Regions from separate parts of the Triticum aestivum genome. Here region 2 is linked to region 1. The links are chromatin contacts, called in public Hi-C maps. All regions are on one chromosome and are shown on one strand. The core of a region is the stretch at or near the end of the contact, and the rest is flanking DNA. Distances in the headings are between cores, read along the strand shown. Region 1 holds the start of LOC123085093 (protein DETOXIFICATION 48). Region 2 holds the start of LOC123085095 (probable inactive poly [ADP-ribose] polymerase SRO2).

Region 1 (3,012 bases), core at 288-2,787:
CTCGAGGCAGACCGCCGTGGCAGTGGGAACGGCGAGACGGAGCATCGCCCCCCAGCCGCGGAGGCAGTCGGAGGTCGGACCCACCCACGAGTCCCTGTGGGCCCCCGAGATGGCGAGGAAGCACAGGAGCGCCAGGAGCAGGTTGAGGTCGGTGAGCGCGACGGCGAGCGCGACGCCGGCGACGCCCATGCGTAGGCGCACCACGAGGAGGTAGTTGATTGGCCCGTGGAGCAGCACAGAGAAGAGAGAGCACGCGGTGATCGGCAGCGTGAGGTTCTGCGACCGGAGGTACACCCGCAGCGGGTGCAGGACGGCCAGCACCGCCAGGTCGGCGGACGCATACGCCGCGAACGTCTGCGCGGCGCTGGCCACGCCCTCGTCCTGGCCGAGCAGCTTGAGTATGTGGCCCGTGGAGGTGATCCACAGGAGGGAGATGGGCAGCGCCACCGCGAGGAGCAGCAGCACGGTTCGGTGGAGCGCGAGCGCCAGAAGCTTGCCACGGCGCGCGCCGAAGGCCTGGCCGCAGAGGGGCTCCATGCCGAGCGCCAGCCCGGAGAGCACGGAGTAGCCCGTGATGTTAGCGAAGCCCAGCGCGAGCGAGCCGCCGGCGAGCGCCAGCTCCCCCAGCTGGCCGAGGAAGAGCATGGAGATGAAGCTGCGCGAGTACATGACGAGCCCCGTCACCGCCATGGGCACCGACAGCCGCCCGATCGCCCGCGCCTCGCCGGCCACCTGGTGCCATCCGTACACACGAGCACACGTAAGTCGATCAGCTCAGAAAAGCAAACTAGCTCGAGGAGCTTTCCTTTTCCTCCCGGCCGGTTGCTGTTACCGGCCAGGCAGTAAATAAACATTAAGCAGCTAGCTAGGCAGCGACCTTTCACGTACTGTAGCTAGCTAGCAGCTGAATGTCTACCCTGCTTGTACGTGTGCATGCCATGCCAGTATGAAATTTACCGGCCGGGGCACATGCAGATGCAGGTGGAGGAAGCTGGAGATTATAGAATGTGCGCATCTACACGTAGAGCACGCACGCGCGCGCGCGCGTATACCTTGGAGAGCGCCAGTGCGCGGGCGCGGTGGTGGCTGTCGTCGTCGTCCTCCTCGTGGTGGTCACCCACGGGGTGGAGCAGGTGGGAGGAATTCTTGAAGCAAGTGAGGGGCGGCGGCGAGGGGGGCGGGCTGGCGCCGGTGTTGCACATGATGGCTCAAGGCCGGCTGGAAAGTGCTTCTTCCCGGCCGGCGGTGCGCCGCGCGCGCGTCTGGCTGGCGCGATCTTTCCACTGTTGGAGGAGATGTTAGCCGCTGGCTGCTGTCCAGCGCTGATTGGTGGGCGGTACAAGCTACAAGTACATTTGACTCGTTAGCTTACCACCCAGCTTTCTCTGCTTCTCTCTCTCTCCCCCCGTGGGATTGGTGCTTGCTGGTCCGGCCTTTTGGTCTCCTGGGCAGAGGTGAGGCTGGCTGGTGAGTGGCGAGTGATGAGGAGGAGGCGCTCTCTTTGCTGCCTGCTTCGGGTCGCAATGTGGGAGGGGGGGCTGGGCTGGCCCGTATATATACACGCGCGCGCGCGCGGTGGCGGGGGAAGGCGCGCACGTACGTGTCCCAATTCGCGCGCGGGGCCGGGCCGGGCCGGACCGATTTCCATCATGGAACGAACGAATGAATGAACACGAATGGAATATGTATTATTATTTTCTTCCGGGCCGGAGGAATGGAGTGAAGTTGGCTCGGCATATATGCGCCTGTCTCGGAATTCCCCTATCCCTTCGCCCGCCGAATGGCATAATCTCGCACGCCTCATCTGTCGGAAAATCGGACCCAACAACCTCGCCTCCCTCCCCGCCCCGCCCCGCCCCTGACAGCGAAGTCGTCGACGCAGATTACTTACCCCGTTGCTTTTGCCCTCCCCCGGTAATTATCTACTACTGTGTCACGCAAGCGGCCCGGTGACGGGTGAATAATCGGTGGCTCGCTGCCGAACTGTAGTATACGTAGAGTAGGGTTTGGGATGGGTCGATCCCAGGCGTCTCCGCTTGACCTACACGGTTAGCTTGCGCCGCGCGGTTATTCTCGACGGGTTACTTCTTTTCCGTACCCACTTCAACTTTTTCACTTTCGCTAGCTACCCATGACGTCGTATGTATATACAGAGCCATCAGCCATGCATGCTGCCGAATTTTGGATCGCGTCCATGAGCTAGCTAGCTAGCTAGGCACCATTTTCACCCACGAAGTCTGAACCAACCAAGTTTACTGCATCGAGTTCTTCACCGCACCAGAATGTGAGTTGTGAGAATGACACCATTAGCTGAGGGGGCTAGCTAGGGCGATAAGAACCGATCAATCGGGTCGCTGTGCATGCGCGCCTGTCCGTGCGCGCTTAATGGCGCTACACGTTGAGGCCAGCCAGAAGCAGAAGCGCAGAGGCTCTCTCATGCCAATGCCATGCATATATCTGCCCTGCACTTGCCCTGTCTGCCTGTCTCTCTGCATTGTTCACCGCTACTTGCGCACAGCGATCGACCGATCGATCGGCCACTGGCGCTGGTGGCATGCCGGTGGTCCCTGCGAGTGAACGAAATGAAAAAGAATAATTGTTCCCTTTTCAGAGTGGCAGCTAGCATTTGATCCTCGCTCCTGGCCTGGGGCATGCAGATGCAGTGCAGGATTTTGCAATCTAGCGAGACGATTCGTCGGAATTAAGCCGGTCGGTGTCTGTGCGGCGAAGCCCATGCATGTGGCCCGGTTATTCGCCGCTCTCTTCCTCTGTACCCACTTTGGCTCCTCCGCCGTCCTCCGTTGGTTACTGATAAAATCGCTGCCATTTGAGTCTGAACATGGCAATAGTACGAAGCAGTGACCTTTCATTCTAGTACATTCCTACCAAAAGCTGTATGGCCTGTGTCTTGCAATACGTTCCTTTCATTCCACCGCAGCCCAGCCCCAGAGCATCCTCGACGCTCTGTGCGTGGACTCTGCATTCGCTTCCTTCGCTGCTGCACGATGATGG
Region 2 (3,325 bases), core at 531-3,030, 190 kb after region 1:
CTGCACCGTTGGATTGGCTTCATTCAGTGACTATCTTTTAAAGTTATTCACATACTATATAGGGGTATAGATGATCTTCGGCCTTTACAAATAAAGAAAAATAAATAGTAAAAGATTTTCCCTAAATACAGGGAGAAATGTATGAAGGGGAATCGATTCGGCCGATGATGTCCGGTAGGCTCATGTACACGTAGGCACATGCTCACCATTCACCAAGCCAGAAGATAAGCAAGGGAGGGGGGACACACAAAGACAATTTCGTAACTGAACCTGGAGAACCAGGGCAGCTGTCAGCGCCTACAATGCAATGCCCATCGCTGCAAGAAATCTCGACCAGCAATGAAAAAAAATATTATAAACAAACAAAAATACGCATCCTCTTGCAGATATTTTGCAATAGAGAGCGCGAAAACTTGAGGCCTAATTAAGCTGCAGGAGGAGCATTTTCTTTTCTTTTGAGAGAAGGCTGCAGGAGTTCACACGGAAGAGAGAGAGAGAGAGAGCCAGCATCAATGGCCTGCAGAAAAATGTTGCGTGCAAGGTGAGCCAGACATTTCGAGAAGTGGTCAGGCCCAGCGAGAGAGCCCGGCCGGGATCCCTGCGGGGAGAGGGGAAAAGGAACCCGAGCACCGGCGGCAGGTTGGTCAGGTCAGGTCACGTGCGTGCATGCGCTTCGCAAGGGCAGCACGCTACTGACGTTGCCGGCTGGGACTAACTTGACCGCCACGCAGCACCCGTTGCCAATTCGAAGTCCACCATCCCAACCAACACACACCATACACGAGCCGAGATACTACGAACGAGACAGCCCACGAGTTACAGGCCGAAGAAAAAGGTGTGCCGTGACGATCGAGCCGGTCAACGCCACAGCGCGGAAGGTCAGCGTTGGGCCGGGCCGGGCTGACGGGTGGGGCCCAAAGGGAAGCCCCTCGGGCTACTTGCTTGTCAAGAAGAAGAGGAAGAGCGTGAGCGTGGTGGAGGGAGGGAGCGTCTTAAGCGCCAAGAAAGAGGGAAAAACCGATTAGGAATACAGTACAGTGTGAGCAGCTGTCGGAGTGAAAGCGACGCGCCGTCCGTTTCGTGCGTGCTGATGAACCTGCCGCGCAAGGAACTGAGGGGTGGGGCGAAGGGCAAATTCGGCACAACTGCCTTCCGCTTTCGTACATGGGCGGAAAACAACTGTGGTGAAACGGAGGAATTGAACATCTCCATCACGAGCCTCCAGCGCCTACGGAGAAACTAAAAACTGGGAACGCGACAGATATCTTTGATTTTTTGACATGATTTTTTTTAATCTCTGGAGACACCACATTATATGAGGGTCGGTGCCTCGTTTTGACAGTAGTAGTGATTGTTAGATGGTTCCAGAATCTCGATGTAATTTTTATTATTTTTGAGGTGCTTTGTAAGTTCGATCAACTTTGATAATAGATCTAGATTTTCAAAACAAAAGTGAAAAGGGTGACTTCGTAATTTATTATACTTGTGAGAAAAAAGATTGCACTTCCTTTGCATATCTGCCCAATTCGATGCTTACTGTAGTACAGTAGTACTATACTTCCCAACCAAGTTTCGTCAAAAAACAAAAACTTCCAATTCAAGCAAGTAGTAGTTGAAAAAGGGAAACGAGGCAAGTGTGGATTAGGAGAACGGTTATGGGCCAAACTAGACCCGTCTAGACTTCTCCACCAAGTCACCTCGGGGCAGGGGCAAAACCGCCATCCGAAGAAAAGATTTTTTTTTCCTGAAAGAAGAAACCGCGCGATCGGGCGAGCCGTCTCAAAACTAAACTAAAAGGCGGCACCACGCGCCCATCCCCCTCCCTCCTCTTCCTTCCGCGGCAGAATACAAAAACCGACGTCCCCGCCGACGTGCGCCTCACGAGACCGACCCGCCCGCCGTCCCACTCCCCCGCTTCTTATATATTCCAGCCCCGCCTCCGGCCCCAACTCCACTTAGACCGCCTCCGCGCACGCATCATCGACGGTGAAGCGTAGGTAGCGTCTCCACAGATCGGGATCAGGCGGCGATGGACTTCTCCGGCGATGTCAAGCAGGCGATCCCCCGCCCGGCCGTCGCTTTCGGCGGCGTCGGCAGCGCTGGCCCGTCCCCGCTGCTCCGCGGCTGGCGGGAGTTCAGGCGGAGCGGCGCGCCCGTCAGGTTCCTCTGCTTCGAGGACGGCGCGTGGGCTGATGTCGAGGGCGAGGCCGCTGTGCCTCTGCGCCGGGCGTTCCTGGACGGGAGGGTGGTCGCTGAGGCTGCCTATGGCGGCAGGGAGTTCCTGTTCGACTTCTTGCGGATGGTGCGCATCGACACTGGCACCGCCCAGGAGGTCGCCATGGGCTGGATTGACGACCGCGGGGCCTGCTTCTTCCCTGTGCCGGACAGCGGGCGGAAGAGGAAGAGGGGCGAGCCTGAGCTGGAGGACGGGGCGTCGTCCGGGGTGGAGGAGGGGTCCGACGAGAGCAGCGACACGGTGGAGTCCGGCAGGGTCGGCAAGGCGGCCCGCGGGACTTGGGGCAGGGCGGTGAGGCTGGTGGAGACGGACAAGTTCTACCAGGTTGTCAAGAAGCTCTTCCTCAGCGGGATTGCCCCCCGGGTGGGCGGCGGCGTGGCGATCACGGCGGTGCACAAGGTCGCGCAGGGTCCTCGGTGCAGGGCGTTCCAGCAGCAGGGACAGCTCCTGGCCGCTGCGCGCGGCGCCGACGGGGGCAATGCCAAGTTCGCGTGGTACGGCGCGCCGTCGGCGGACGTGGCCGCGGCGGTGGAGCACGGGTTCGGCAGGACGAACAGCCAGGTCCTCGGCCATCGCGCGCACGGCGACGGCGTCCACCTCTCGCCGCCTCAGTCTCCTTTCGCCAGGTCAGTTCGGAGTCCTGAATTTGTGGTTTTGAATCTTGAATTCTTGATCGATGGCAAGCATGAACATAGGCACATAGCTTAAGCATAATTTATCAGACACAGTTACCAATTCGGGATTTGTTGCAAATTGCATTCATATTTCCGCATCTCTCGAGAAATTTTTGTGTTCATACCTACACTTCTACGTAGTTTTTTAATTGAGAATTGACTTCTAGTTTTAAATCATGAAATAACTTGTACTAAATCATGAAATAACTTGTACTACAAAATATTCCTTTGTTCTATTTGCTCTCCTAGGCTGCTCGTTTATATCCGTAGACATCACCACATCAATTGATTCCATGTTATTTTAGCCTTTGGTTTCTATATATCTTGATTCATACTCCTTGCTCAAAAATTAGGGGGGAAACAAGCTTGCATAAACGACAGTATTAGTTTATCTATGAATGCAGTAGGTAATGGT

The links. Hi-C and Micro-C count contacts between places; a contact is called where the count stands out from the background.
Region 2: a Hi-C map of leaf shows a contact between it and region 1, with 5 times the contacts expected there. The contact joins the promoter of LOC123085095 here to the promoter of LOC123085093 in region 1. A contact is called at or near these places in 2 of 5 Hi-C or Micro-C datasets (both in leaf).

What each region holds. Positions count from the first base shown.
Region 1 is chr4A:55,351,226-55,354,237 of IWGSC CS RefSeq v2.1, forward strand. LOC123085093 (protein DETOXIFICATION 48) reads right to left here and starts at 1,538. Exons shown (of 2, transcript XM_044506675.1): 1 at 1,053-1,538; 2 at 1-732. The coding sequence starts at 1,202.
Region 2 is chr4A:55,541,679-55,545,003 of IWGSC CS RefSeq v2.1, forward strand. It overlaps LOC123085095 (probable inactive poly [ADP-ribose] polymerase SRO2), which reads left to right and starts at 1,781. Exons shown (of 4, transcript XM_044506678.1): 1 at 1,781-2,862. The coding sequence starts at 2,030.